2 separate regions of the Triticum aestivum genome follow, and region 2 is linked to region 1. The links are chromatin contacts, called in public Hi-C maps. All regions are on one chromosome and are shown on one strand. Each heading gives the region's core, a stretch centred on a gene start, on an enhancer-like site or on the middle of the called end of the contact. The rest is flanking DNA. Distances are from core to core; before and after follow the strand shown. Region 1 holds the start of LOC123136564 (calcium-dependent protein kinase 16). Region 2 holds the start of LOC123136575 (selT-like protein).

Evidence for each region. A called contact is a pair of places that touch in the nucleus more often than the background predicts.
Region 2: a Hi-C map of leaf shows a contact between it and region 1, with 9 times the contacts expected there. The contact joins the promoter of LOC123136575 here to the promoter of LOC123136564 in region 1. A contact is called at or near these places in 3 of 5 Hi-C or Micro-C datasets (all in leaf) and 1 of 1 datasets of contacts at active chromatin or transcription factors (leaf).

What each region holds. Positions count from the first base shown.
Region 1 is chr1B:528,555,981-528,562,903 of IWGSC CS RefSeq v2.1, reverse strand. LOC123136564 (calcium-dependent protein kinase 16) reads left to right here and starts at 3,576. Exons shown (of 7, transcript XM_044555970.1): 1 at 3,576-4,419; 2 at 6,019-6,162; 3 at 6,240-6,392. The coding sequence starts at 3,732.
Region 2 is chr1B:528,849,488-528,856,410 of IWGSC CS RefSeq v2.1, reverse strand. It overlaps LOC123136575 (selT-like protein), which reads right to left and starts at 2,763. Exons shown (of 4, transcript XM_044555986.1): 1 at 2,448-2,763; 2 at 2,247-2,320. The coding sequence starts at 2,681.

The DNA of each region.
Region 1 (6,923 bases), core at 2,327-4,826:
TCTATGGGATCCTCTGGTACGCCGAATTCGTCGTCACTGAGGCTCACGTCGTCTTCAGAGGGAGGGGTATAGTTATCGTCCTCCAAGTATCCATCCGTCGCCTGTTCGTCTGGGCTAGCCTGCCCGTGTTCCTGTTCGGCTTGCTCGAAGGTGGGTTGATCAGGATCGTATTCCTCTTCGGCACCATCTGGATTTTCTTCTCCAGTACCGGTATTGTTGTGGCGAGGCTTGGAGCGGCGCCGATGACGCCCATGTTTTGCTTTCTTCCCCGAGGGTTATCTCCCGTTGCCTCATCGCCATTGGTTTCTTTGGGAGTATCCACCATATATATATATATATATATATATATATATATATATATATATATATATATATATATATATATATATATATATATATATATATATATATATATATATATATATAGGACAAATGTTTCCTACAAGCAGTGGTAGTTACCACCACTTGCGTTTTGTATGTTGTATGTAGTATGTGTCGAAACCGAGAGTATGTACGTGTAGTATGTAGTATATAACAATGATTAGGTAGTATATATACAAGTTTTTAGGTAGTATGTACCATTTTTTGAGTATGCTCTTTTTTACGTACAAATATGTACGTATTTCATAAATATAACAAAAACTATGGGCTCATATGCAATTTTTTCATGTAACTTGTTTTGAAATATCTTATATATATTATATGAACATATTTAAAATTATAAAGTGGAATATATAGTACCACATGGTAGTATATGAGACATATGGGGTAACTACCACCAGGTGGTAGGATGGATTTTCCCTATATATATATATATATATATATATATATATATATATATATATATATATATATATATATATATATATATATATATATATATATATATATATATCATATGAAGAGGTGGCAGTCCAGCGCCCTGTGGGCGGTGGTTCCTGTTCTTCTCCCGCATCGTCGTCTATACCGTCGATGTCTTCAGAGTCGAAGTTAAGCACATCGGTCAAGTCATCGACCATGGCTATTAAGTGGGTGGTGGGTGGGAAACGAATTTCTTCGTCGCCAGCTTCCCACTCGAGCCGGACATAGTTCGGCCAGGAGTCTCCTGACAGAGAGAGAGACCTTAAACAATCTAGCATGTCTCCGAAGGGTGAGTGCTGAAAGATATCCGCGACGGTGAACTCCATGACTGGAGCCTAGTTAGATTCAATGGGCACGGATGCGCGCGGTCCGGAACACATGGCCGGAGATGAGTCCGGGGGTCCGGAGACACAGATCCCTTTAGGAGAGGAGTCTGTGTTCGACTCCAACGCCGAGGAGTGTGCGGCCTCCGGGGCGGGGTCCACCCACCCGTCCTTGGAAGGCACGACCTGCTCTGGAATGAAGTCCGGAGCTATAGCAGGCGCGATGTTCCAAATATTGTCCGACTACCGATCTAGGTCATGCACGTCGTGATTGTTCGGCGCTCCTGACACGGGCCCGAATCCGTCGAAGATCAAGTCTCCGCGGACGTCGGCGGTGTAGTTTAGTTTTCCAAACCTGACCTGATGGCCATGGGCGTAGCTATCGATCTGCTCTAGATGGCCAAGCGAGTTGGCCCGCAGTGCGAAGCCGCCGAACACGAAGATCGGTCCGGGGAGAAGAGTCTCACCCAGGACAGCGTGGTTGAAGGTTGGAGAAGCCATCTAGCCTTGCAGCGACGACATAGAGGAACTCTCAATGAAAGCACCAATGTCGGTGTCAAAACCGGCGGATCTCGGATAGGGGGTCCCGAACTGTGCGTCTAAGGCTAATGGTAACAGGAGGCTGGGGACACGATGTTTACCCAGGTTCGGGCCCTCTCGATGGAGGTAATACCTACTTCCTGCTTGATTGATCTTGATGATATGAGTATTACAAGAGTTGATCTACCACGAGATCAGAGAGGCTAAACCCAAGAAGCTAGCCTATGGTATGATTGTTGTTGTGTCCTACGGACTAAACCCTTCGGTTTATATAGACACCGGAGGGGGCTACGGTTACACAGAGTCGGTTACAGAGAAGGAGATCTACATCCGAATCACCAAGCTTGCCTTCCACGACAAGGAGAGTCCCATCCGGACACGGGACGAAATCTTCAATCTTGTATCTTCATAGTCCAACAGTCCGGCCAAAGTATATAGTCCGGCTGTCCGGATACCCCCTTATCCAGGACTCCCTCAGTTACGAAGTCAAAGTTTGAGTAAGCTCACTAATTTTTGGCAATCATAATGCATATGACGACTCCGTTAGAGTGTCAATCTGTGTGTTTACCGCTATATTGGCAGTTATTATGGTGATTAGGCCAATATAGCGAGTTAGTGGTGCTACAACCTTTGATCACAAGAGCCCACAACCTTGTACATGCCTACACACGTATTTCGCAGTCTTGCTACAACACCTCGCTGCCTCCATGGTCATCCTGGCCACACACTGACATTGCGCCGCGACCTATAAAGATGAGAGCTCGGCGCCGCCAATGAGGGAGACTTCTTGTTGCCATTAAGATTGAGCTAGCCACTCGATCCAGAGGAGGAAATCAGTAGGCTTGTACGTTAGGCCGCCGCCACCGTCAAGGTGAGAGGAGGATAAGACAGTGGTACCTCGAGGTCGCTTAATGTGATGGCGGGAAGGAAAGGTAGATTCATGGGAGAAAGGAGGGCCACAACCGACGACAATGATTACGTGCGCTTCATAGGGAGAGAGAGGGCCGAGAACCGGCGAAGCTAAGGGTATATGGATATCTTGTAGTACTCTGTAATCATGATGATAGTGAAACATAGCTTTGATGTTGGATGAAATAAACCATTGGACACATCTTTTATCTTTACATCACAACACTCCTACAACAAATTCATCTTTTACGCGCAGTCTAACCATCTCCTTTGTTTTCTCGTATTTGTATTTGACTATTTGTATTTCTGTTCATTAGTTGCATGTTTTTTTCATTCCCGCGTTCAAGATTTTTCTCCCAAGCGACACAGGGGCCGATTCCACTGTCATTGATAACGGAACAAAAGGTACTAAACCAGCATCCACATTGTAGATTCTGATGACATTCAGGATTTAATAACCAAGCATCGCGTTCTTCAAAAATTTCCCCTTTAATTAACGCCCAGTCGCAGATTATATCCCGATTCCTTGTTACACGGGCTGATGCAATCGCGTAACACCGGGTTTTAAGAAAACTTTCTGACAGCATCTTTCACCAGATTACAATTCACTAAACAATGGCCAATCGGGGCCTGGTTTTTATCTCGCCGTCGAAACGAAACCCCGGTCGCGGAATCCGGTCAAACTGCCGACGACCGTGGGCCCCGCCACCCCCGAACTCCCCGCAGAGGCCCCGACCCCGCCCTCGGGTCCACCGTCCAGCGACCCATCGGGCTCACCAAACCATCATCACATGTGGGAATGTTCCCCACCATTGTCCTCCCCACCACCGCCCCCGCGGCTACGCGTCCCCCGCGCCCCGTCCCCCACGGCTCCCCCATACCGTTATACCCGACGACACAGGTCTCGTCCCTCTCTACTACTCCAAAGACTACTACCGCTCTGCCTCTCTAGCTAGCAGTAGCACCCCCTTCTCTGTCCCTCGGCACAGCAGTCAGTTCATCTCTCTCTCCTCCTCCTCGACCCGTCCTCCTCCCCCACCCGCGCGGCGCCCAATGCCGTACGAACCCTAGCGGCCCCACCCCCGATCTCGCGCGGCCATGGGCAACTGCTGCCGCTCCCCGGCGGCCGCGGCGCGGGAGGACGTCTCGTCGTCGCACTTCCCCGCCTCCGCCGGGAAGAAGAAGCCCCACCAGGCGCGCAACGGCGGCGGCGCGGGGGGAGGCGGAGGCGGGGCCGGCGCCGGCGCCGGCGGGGAGAAGAAGCGCCTCTCGGTGCTCGGGGAGGAGGGCCGCGACGTGAGCGGCGGGATCGACGACAAGTACGCGCTGGACCGGGAGCTGGGGCGGGGCGAGTTCGGGGTCACGTACCTGTGCATGGACCGGGGATCCAAGGAGCTGCTCGCCTGCAAGTCCATCTCCAAGCGCAAGCTGCGCACCCCCGTCGACGTGGAGGACGTGCGCCGGGAGGTGGCCATCATGCGCCACCTGCCCCGGAGCGCCAGCATCGTCACGCTGCGGGAGGCCTGCGAGGACGAGGGCGCCGTGCACCTCGTCATGGAGCTCTGCGAGGGCGGGGAGCTCTTCGACCGCATCGTCGCGCGGGGCCACTACACGGAGCGCGCCGCCGCCGCCGTCACGCGCACCATCGTCGAGGTCGTGCAGCTCTGCCACCACCACGGCGTCATCCACCGCGACCTCAAGCCCGAGAACTTCCTCTTCGCCAACAAGAAGGAGAACTCCCCGCTCAAGGCCATCGACTTCGGCCTCTCCATCTTCTTCAAGCCCGGTGAGCCGCCGAGATCCACCGTGATTCGGACGAACTGGTCGCTGCACTTTTGGACGTTTTTTTTTCTTTTCTGTCTAAGCGCGTGATCCGTGGGTTGGTGGCCGTTTCTGGGTGGAATTTTTGGTAGTGCTCGCTACTGTAGCTGAGTGCTATTTTCGTGCTTGCGTAATCTGACTAGAACTAGATTTTGGTGGTTCTCTTTTGGTAGGACTTTTTAGATGTATTCTTTCTTTCGTAGCAAGTTAGTGGTATGTCAGTACTCGGTAGTATGTCTCTTGATATAGTTGGCTCTTGCAGGTTGTGCTGCTAGTCCAGGCATTGGAATCTTATAGGTGCTAGGTTCACTTGCTGGTTCATGGGCGACTGCTATTTTTAGGATTTGGGAATCATTAGTGGGATCAGACGGCACATTGCTGTTGCCAAAAATAGTGTAATGTCGTTTTGCTTGTAGTCCATGCTCCATACCAAGTCTTGGTATCTGTATGTTGATCCCATGTTGAACCTGAGCTCAATTATTTTGGGAAATACTAAGGCATCTGGTGGCCTATCATCATCTATACGTAGCTGTTAGTTGACTTATCGTTATCTATAAGCAGCTCATTTTGCGGCACCACGGCAGTAGTATTGGTTATTATTTATAAGAAGTCATACTGATCATGAAAAATATGCCACAGTAAACTTTGAAACAGTACTGATAACAGTTTTACACAGTTGTGCCCCTTTATATTGCTTGCTCTCACTCAATAGGCACCATCTGTTCATTTCTGCTCCATATCTCTTACCCTCTTGTTGAAAAAGTAATTAAGTCTTGAACTACTTGAATCATTAATGTGCTGTAAATCTATGCTCGGTTCTATACCATATTTCTCTTGTTGATTTCCTGTTATGGAACATTTCACATCGCACAGCTTGAACCTTATTGAGTTTATTGTTGAATTCCCACCCTTGCTCGTGTGTCACTTGTCCTTCATGCCATCAATACTTACAAGCACCTTGTCTTCGTTGCCATACTGATCTTGCTCACTTGGTTTGTTTGTTTGTTTGTTTCAATCACTAAGAATTGGCTCCAATTGATTTTAATGTATGTATTGAGCCACCAAACAGTTGTAACTTGTGGACTTATATCTTGCCGTTGCCGTAGCTTGATACATTTAACTTGCTTCACAAAAAGAAAGTGGTCTGTCTGTTTCTTGTGGATTTGTTCGCTGTTGATTATAGGCATCCCAAATGTTTTTAGGCAGCACATCTTATTGCCAATCTGGCCTTTGGTATTAATCAACATAGCATCTTTATAGGCTTGAAAACACGTGTCCTTGCAGCAGCGTCCTTGTAGGAAGAACGTACTAATAGATAAGCCATCTGAAAATGTGTGGCGTCCCTTTCCTTATACGACACAGTTGGAATTGTAATGCCTCTTTATGTCAAGAAAACCCTCAAATATCACTTTTTATGTTTGTAATTCGAGTCAACTGGAACTTTGATGATTTACTTTGCTATCTGTCGCACGCCTTTAATTATTCCCTGTGAAATGTCTGTTATGCATATATGTTTAAACATTTTGTACCATACATAATATGATGGCATTATGCGATTGTTTAGGTGAGAAGTTCTCTGAAATTGTGGGAAGTCCCTACTATATGGCTCCTGAAGTGCTGAAGAGAAACTATGGACCTGAAATAGACATTTGGAGTGCTGGCGTTATCTTGTATATATTGTTATGCGGTGTTCCTCCATTTTGGGCTGGTACTTTGCCTTATCTTTGTGAGAACCTTTTATCCTTCAGCTTCGCTCTCGCCCGGTCTTACCATGCTATATTGCAGAGACTGAACAAGGAGTTGCACAAGCTATCCTTCGGGGAAATATAGATTTTAAGAGAGAACCCTGGCCCCATGTTTCTGATAATGCTAAAGATCTAGTTCGGCAGATGCTTCAGCCTGACCCGAAAATCAGGCTAACGGCAAAGCAAGTTCTTGGTAAGATGTACATAGTGGTAGTGCTTTCAAACCGGCACTGTGTTATGTTAGTTTCTATATCCTCAGAGTTCCTGAAACATCAAATTTGCGTAAGTTCCTACTGTTTGGTGCTGCTTTAAACTTCAGCCTGAACCCCCTTTCATGTTCTGTTTTTCAATTGGCAACGTGTAGTCTGATAGCTAGAAGATCACTGGACCATTCTGCATTGTTTTGAATAGTTCCCCATTTTTGCACATAAGTATCTACCAACCATATCCTGATGTCATGTTATGTAGTTTATTTTGGCTATGCGGTAAATCTGTTGTCACATTGGATCTAATACTCAGATCAATTTGTAGTAAAAGTTATGCAGGATCCACTTTGAATCCTTGCTCTGGTAGTTGCCTCGCTATATTTTCTGGTAGCATATTTTTGACTTCTGTAAGCTGGATGTAATATACTGAGCAATGCTGAATCCAAAAGTAAACATAAGTAGAAATCTGACGGGTGAGGGTGCCGAGAGTAAAATGATGATTGAGGAAGCAGATTTTA
Region 2 (6,923 bases), core at 1,514-4,013, 290 kb before region 1:
GACAAGTTTATACTAGGTTTAATACAAAGTTAGCACAAACTTGAGTCACTTATTATGGGACAGAGGGAGTAATTAATAAGTGGCAGCACACAAAATCAGTAAGTGTGTTGGAACTTGGAAAACCAATTGTCTATAGAACATGCTGCTACAAGAATTTTCAAGACGTAACATTTAGTTTTACATAAACCGTTTTAAGTTTTTAACAAAGGTTTTTTTTTAATACAGCAAGCCATACCGACCTACGACCAGAGAAGATGTCGTGTTGTTCATTACCACTTGCTAGAGACAGAGAAGCTGGCACAGGAACTGTAGTATCCGACAATCATTAAGTCTCACTAAAGAACTGGTTACTACTAACCAATCAATGCAAGTTAAATCTCAGCTGACCTGAAGCTAGAAACATTTTAAGTCAATGAATATGCTTACTGTCAGCTTATATTAAATGAATAATGCATGCTCAAAACATTGTCATCTATAGCTGAACTCAACCTGAACTGTGCAAACCAGATGAAAGCAACGATATTGCATCATGCTTACAATGTTATCATCATTCATAGTTTAGACTAAAGTAGAACCCTCACAAGTGTGCATATCGATTTTTCTTTGGTAAGTTATTCGGAACAGATAGCCAGCTGATGTGGGGCAGATTGAGAAGTGGAAGGGTTCAGCGAAATGCAGCTTATGTGGATTGGAAGAAGAAGTGAAACAGATCTTGTTTTAACCTTTTGCTTGCCAACTAAGTCTGGATCAGCATGTCCAGGGACAGGGTCCCCAAACAACATTGGAGACTTCTTTAGACACTACATTATGTGTAGTAACAGCCTAGCAGGTCAAACAGAAAGGTGATGATCTTCTGCTTTTCAGCAGTAGCCTGGGAATTTGGAATGTGCGTGACAAGATGGCAATGGAGATGAAGATGCCAAAGCAACAGAAGATGTATTTTACAAGTATTTTATATTTTGTGCAGCAATGGAGGTAATGCTGAAGGACCAGGAGAAGGGGAAGTTGTTGGAACCGATGGATAAGATTTGTCAACAGATGCCTGTGCACCGTGGCCATACATAGGTGCATTATAAGGTGTACTGCTTGTTCTTTGTGGTTTTCGTTGACACCAAAGTTGATTATGTATTGTCTTCTTTTCAAGACTCTGGACGTGTCAGTTCTTTTGTTGGTCAGTTCTGGGCCTTTTGTGTTAGCTGTAATCAGGAGCTGGCAACCCTAGCACATCTTCCCTGTCCCTGTACACTGTTAGCTTTATAACCAAACTAGCGGGGGAAAAATGTCCAAATAGAACGAATATGATAGTTTGGAATAAACTACATAACGGCTCAGGAGGATAAACCAGGGAGATGACAGATTGATAAAATATAAACTCACAACAACCTTCAAGTTGTCATTTAGGAGTTTTCCCCCTTTTTACTTCTTGACATCAGAAAGACATACACTTATCTCCTCACCAGCAACCTACATAACAGTCTGCTCAAACCACATCCGGAATATACTTAACTATTCCACCATTACCTATGTAATTCAGAAGCAAGATTGTGAGGCGCCCCAACAACACAGTGCTGAGGTCCTCATGGATTTCGTTGTCGAAGAGTGACCATGAGGTCATGGGTTCAAGTCCTGGAAACAGCCTCTTACAGAAATGTAGGGAAAGGCTGCGTACTATAGACCCAAAGTGGTCGGACCCTTCCCTGGACCCTGCGCAAGCGGGAGCTACATGCACCAGGTTGCCCTTTTTTTTAAGTACTCGATAGGTCAATTTCTATTCCTAGAATCAGCCCTTATATAGGAGCACTTACTTGACCCCTGAGTAATTTACCAAAGGATACCAATTCGACCTCTAACTCTAATCCAATCTCTTTCCAATTTAAATAATATTCCAAATTAATTCCAGTAGGAGCTCTTACTTGATCCATATACATAACAGTGTCTGACTTCTAATGTTTAACAAAGCATTAACACTGTCACCAGAGCATTAACGCATTCGGCATTAGCAATTGCTATTTAACAACAACCAGTGACACTGGTTTTACTGGAGTACCAAATAATCCACCTCCTAGATCATTTTGCATGATATATAAACTGGCCCATGTATTGGGGTATGGTCAACTGAGGCAGGCACACAGCAATTCCGGAACACTCAATATCCGCTACACTACGCATAGGTTCACTTGATCCACACAAGCAAACTAACAACACAAATTGAGCAAGCAAGCGACCATCAGTCCGCAGAGACTCACTTGTACGAGCAGGAGGCGCAGAATTGCAGCTCCACGGTTGTGCCGAATCCAGCTCCTCCGTCCAGATTGGGCTGCTGCGGTTGCACCAAAATAAAAAGATAACAACATCAGCTCTGCCGGCCAGATCGGAGCCACAGAGTTCCGGGCTAGGGTCTCGCGACAAGGGGGAAAAGGAATCTCGGGCTAGGGTTTACGACCGACCTGTATGGCAGCGGCGGCGGGGTCCGGGTGGTGGTGGTGCGGCGGGTGGGGGTGGTGGTGCGGCGGGTGCGGCTGGTGGGGATGGTGGGGCGGATGAGGGTGGCGGTGGTGCGGGGGGTGGCCGTGGGGGTGGCGCAGGTGCGGAGGCGGCGGCGCGAAGATGTGGGAGAGGTCGGAGATGAAGAGCAGCGCGGGGAGGCCGACGAGGAGGAGCTGCACGCGGTCCATGGCCATCGCCGCCTTCCGGTCGCCCGCTCTCCTCCCTTCTTTTCTGGGACGCGGAACGGAAAGAGGCGGAGCCGGTGCTGAAGGCGACGAAGCACCTTCCTCCGTCAAGCTGCCTGCCAGGTGGGTCCGGTGGTGTGGGTCAGTGCTGTCAGTGGGGCTCCAACTTCGTGCGGCCAAAGGCCGGGAATCTTTTGGTGGTGGTGGAGGCTGTGTGGGCTTGGGCTCGGATGGAAATGTCTACTTCCAACTTACGGCCCACGACGGTGGTGTGGATGCCATCGGCCTTCTGGATTTAGACGGCCCACGAACTGAGTTTTTTCTTACTCAAAACGTACTGCGATGGGACTGTGAGGCCATCGATCCGTCCAACTCTGGAACACTCGACGGCTACTTGAGTTGAGCTGCAGTTCGCTCTCACCAACAACAAAAATAATCATGGAGTAGTTCTGTCCGCAGAAAGAGAGATGAGCTACCGGCAGCCTTGCAGCGGAAGGGAAACGTTCCATGATGACCAGGCAGACAGGCAGACAGGCTGGGCTTTCATGGGGTCAATGTCAATCAAGGTTTGGTCTAGATCAGTTTGGTAAGCAACCTTTGGAATCTTGGGTTGGAAGCTCACCACCAGGTCTTACCGGCCAGACAAAACAAGAGTTTCGCTTAATGTTACTCCCTCCGTCCGCGAATAAGTGTACTTCTAGCTTTTGTCATAAGTTAAAGTTTTAAATTTTTGACCAACTTTATAGGGAAAAGTAGCAGCATTTATGACACTAAATTAGTATCACTAGATTCGTTTTGAAATGTATTTTCATAATATATCAATTTGATATTATATATGTTACTACTTTTTTGTATATAGTTGGTCAAAGTTTTAAAACTTTGACTTAGGATAAAAATTAAGTACACTTATTCGTGGACGGAGGGAGTATGCTCCATCGCCGTCTCGAGAAGCGATCACATAGACCGATGGCCGATCACAGCCCACGCCACGGGTTTATGTGGATGTCCAGCAGGTTGCAGTGACTGGCCGTCAGAAGTTTCGCCTCTTCCGCGCGGTAAAAGTAACCGTGTCGTGTGGAAGCGATCGATCAGGCTGAAGCGCTGAAGCGGAACGTGCATGTTTGCACAAGAGCAATCATGGTCGTGCCATGCATGCATCTGCGCAGAGCTCGTTTGACAGGGTGCCATGCGCGCCCTGCGCTTGACAGCTGACAGAGTGCACTATGCAACTCCACTCGGGCTCGTCTCGGCTTATCTGGTCCGACAGGTTAGCGTCAGTTCAACAGCAGTAATGGCGCGCGCGTGCCATCTTCTCCACCGGAACAGCACGTACGGGCATATGACAGGGACACGAAAGGCGAGGCCCACTGTTTAAATCTCAAGCCCAGTACGTACGTCTATGTTCGCGCGTTCGGTGTTTGAACGGCTGAGCACTTGAGCACACCAGACCATAGTTTCGGTGCTGCGTAGCGGACGTGCAGCGCATGAGCGCCCGCGTGTCATCGCGTATGACGCGCCGGCAGCTTGGCTGCTCGTCTGCGCCCGTGGAATGAAATGATCGTTCCTTGGGCATGTCGAGTTGGCGCCACCGATCGAGCGAGACCGCGAGAGGGGATGCCTTTTTGCTTTCGTTGATTGGGAGCGGGTCACTCACAAGGAGCACGCATGATGGCGTACAGCCGCCCGCGAGGAGGAAGCGCAGAGCGGGGCCGGCCGGCAGGCAGGTGGTTCCATTTCCCAAACCGTGCCCGGTACGCCGTACACGCACGCACTGGCTGGCTTGGTCAAGGGGGCTCTAGCTCCGTCCTTCCGTTGATCGACGACCAGGCGGAGAATTCCATCGCAAGGGATCGAAAAGAGAAAAGAATTCCATCGCAAGCAGGCTGGCATAGAGCATAGAGGCCATCTGTATGTGGCCAAGAAGAACGACCACGTACTGTACTAGGTAATCTCGCCGCGGTTCCACGAGAATTATTATTGACCCCCCCTCCTTGAAATGAAAATTCTACTGCTGGAAGAGCCGGTCGTCCGTTTTATTCGGTTCCGCCAGCACGGAATCGTCCGTTTTCGGGTGAATACTGTATGGGCGCAGGCGTGCAGCCAGAACCGCCCGCGACCGCACTGCTTTTGTCTTTGGCGTTGGTCTTGTCACCTTTTGTCTTCTTGTCCTCTTGGAGGGTTGGCCTTGCATCTTAATTGTCGTTCCCTAGCATTTGTTTACCATGCGCGTATAGTGTTATCAAAAAGACATGTGCGTATGATGAACCTGTTTATAGGCCTGTTTACAGATAACATGTCACATTTGAGACACGCACTACTCGTGGAGGCGGAACGGATAAGCATGCTTGAAGGATTCTCCAGTCTCAGCACCCCATTGAAATGGCAAATGTGGACATTAAACACAAAGACTCAAGTCTCTGATACGACAGTACCAAGGTGAACTTGGTTTCACGCATATCCACATGAACAGTAATTTAAAACAAAAATATTCTGTAATTTTGAGGTATCAAACTTAGTCGGCCATTCTTCTCACGTGAAAAGTTTCGTGAAGTGTTGACACCCGTAGTATTCTCGGTGAAGAAAATATAACAGGACCATACAATTCCTCAAACAATGTTTTTTTAATATAGTTTTGAGACTTTGTGATTTTTACCCGGATTTATCACGCGGGTGTCGCTTCTTCGTGGAACTTCATACACTATATATATGCCTAAAGAAAATCAATGTTTTTTTTTCTAGTGCTTTTTTATTTTACTATTATAACGAGTGCGCGTTGAAGCATGTTTCGGTCCGTCCCCGATACTATACAAATCAAAAAGGGCAATACCAAATGGTGGTGTACCTTTTGCGGTTAGGCGCAACTAAGAAAGCAAAGTACGGTTAATGCTTTGACAAATTCTGCTAGCAGCTCATGGGCATTGAAAATCAAGATTGAAGATCATTGGCACATGGACATGACAAGGTGTGAATGTACGAACATATAGTATAGTTTTTCAGGACAGCAAGGCCTTTTCATTTCCTATACTAAAAGGCAGGCACTTGTTTATTAAAGAGACCAAATTGGAATTTTAGAAGTCTCGTGGCTTGAAAAGTACTCGTACTGTATTTCGTTTTGTTTTGAGAATGGCACACACCTATACCAACCACCGTCCCATGCGGATAGAGCAAGCCATTGAACACAGACGCGTGTATGTTCATGTACAGTTACTCGTCAGAACAAAATATTTTCGCACGAGCAAATGTAGGATTTCGCATTTCTTAGGTATAGACATGTGTGACGTTCTTAGAGCAAGTATTTATAGCCGAACGTTGGCTATATTATTAACCACGCTCTTAGGATACTAGTCACATCACAATATTAAGGAAATTGCACATATTCACAAAAAAGAAAACTGCGTGTAAATCAAAATATTTACAATTCTCTCTCTCTGAAAAAGCGTGGGTATAATCCTTGAACTATCATGGTGTTTGTCGTAATGTCACTACTACATAATTGTTGTACACTAGGCATGTGAATGTACATAATTGAGTGACGCGTGCATGGTGGCTATTTATTGTGCTAAGAGTAACTCCAGCGGTGTAGTCATAATTTCTTTTTTTTGATGAATCACGGGGGAGAGTTCTCCTACCTGAATATATATTGCTCAAAAGCGGCAAAAGCCAAGAGTCATCCCTAGGATTTTGTTGATCTAGTTTATAAGAAAAACCAGATCAAAAATCTTAACAAGTTAATCCCATTTATGAGGAAAACCGAGCTGAAAACCGTATGGATATCAAAGTTAAAGAAGAGAAGAGATGAGCGCCCAGGAAAAGGCACGACCTAGTTAGCAGACAGAAAGACAATCACCACGAGAGGCACAAGTAAACGAAGGGTGCCCTCAAGGGATCACAATACCAAGACTCTACGAACTGCCTAACGCACCGCACCGGTGTGCATACCGAACCCCACGGCACAACATAGGATCATCCACAATCAACAAGTGTCAAACCTTAACACAAACATTGATTAGGAGCTCCAGCATGGGAGGTCAGGACGATTAGCAACTGTCATCACTGAGCAAAGGTGAACCGAGACGACACCAAGAGCCCGAAGCTCGCTGCAACACAACGACAACCAAGGGAGGGTTTTGAGCATGCACAACAACATGACGGAGATCACACAAAGGACAAACAAAGAGAAACAATGAAGAAAACACCACCATCGGCCCCGAGCTGACCACACCACCACCACCAAACGCACCACCCTCAACC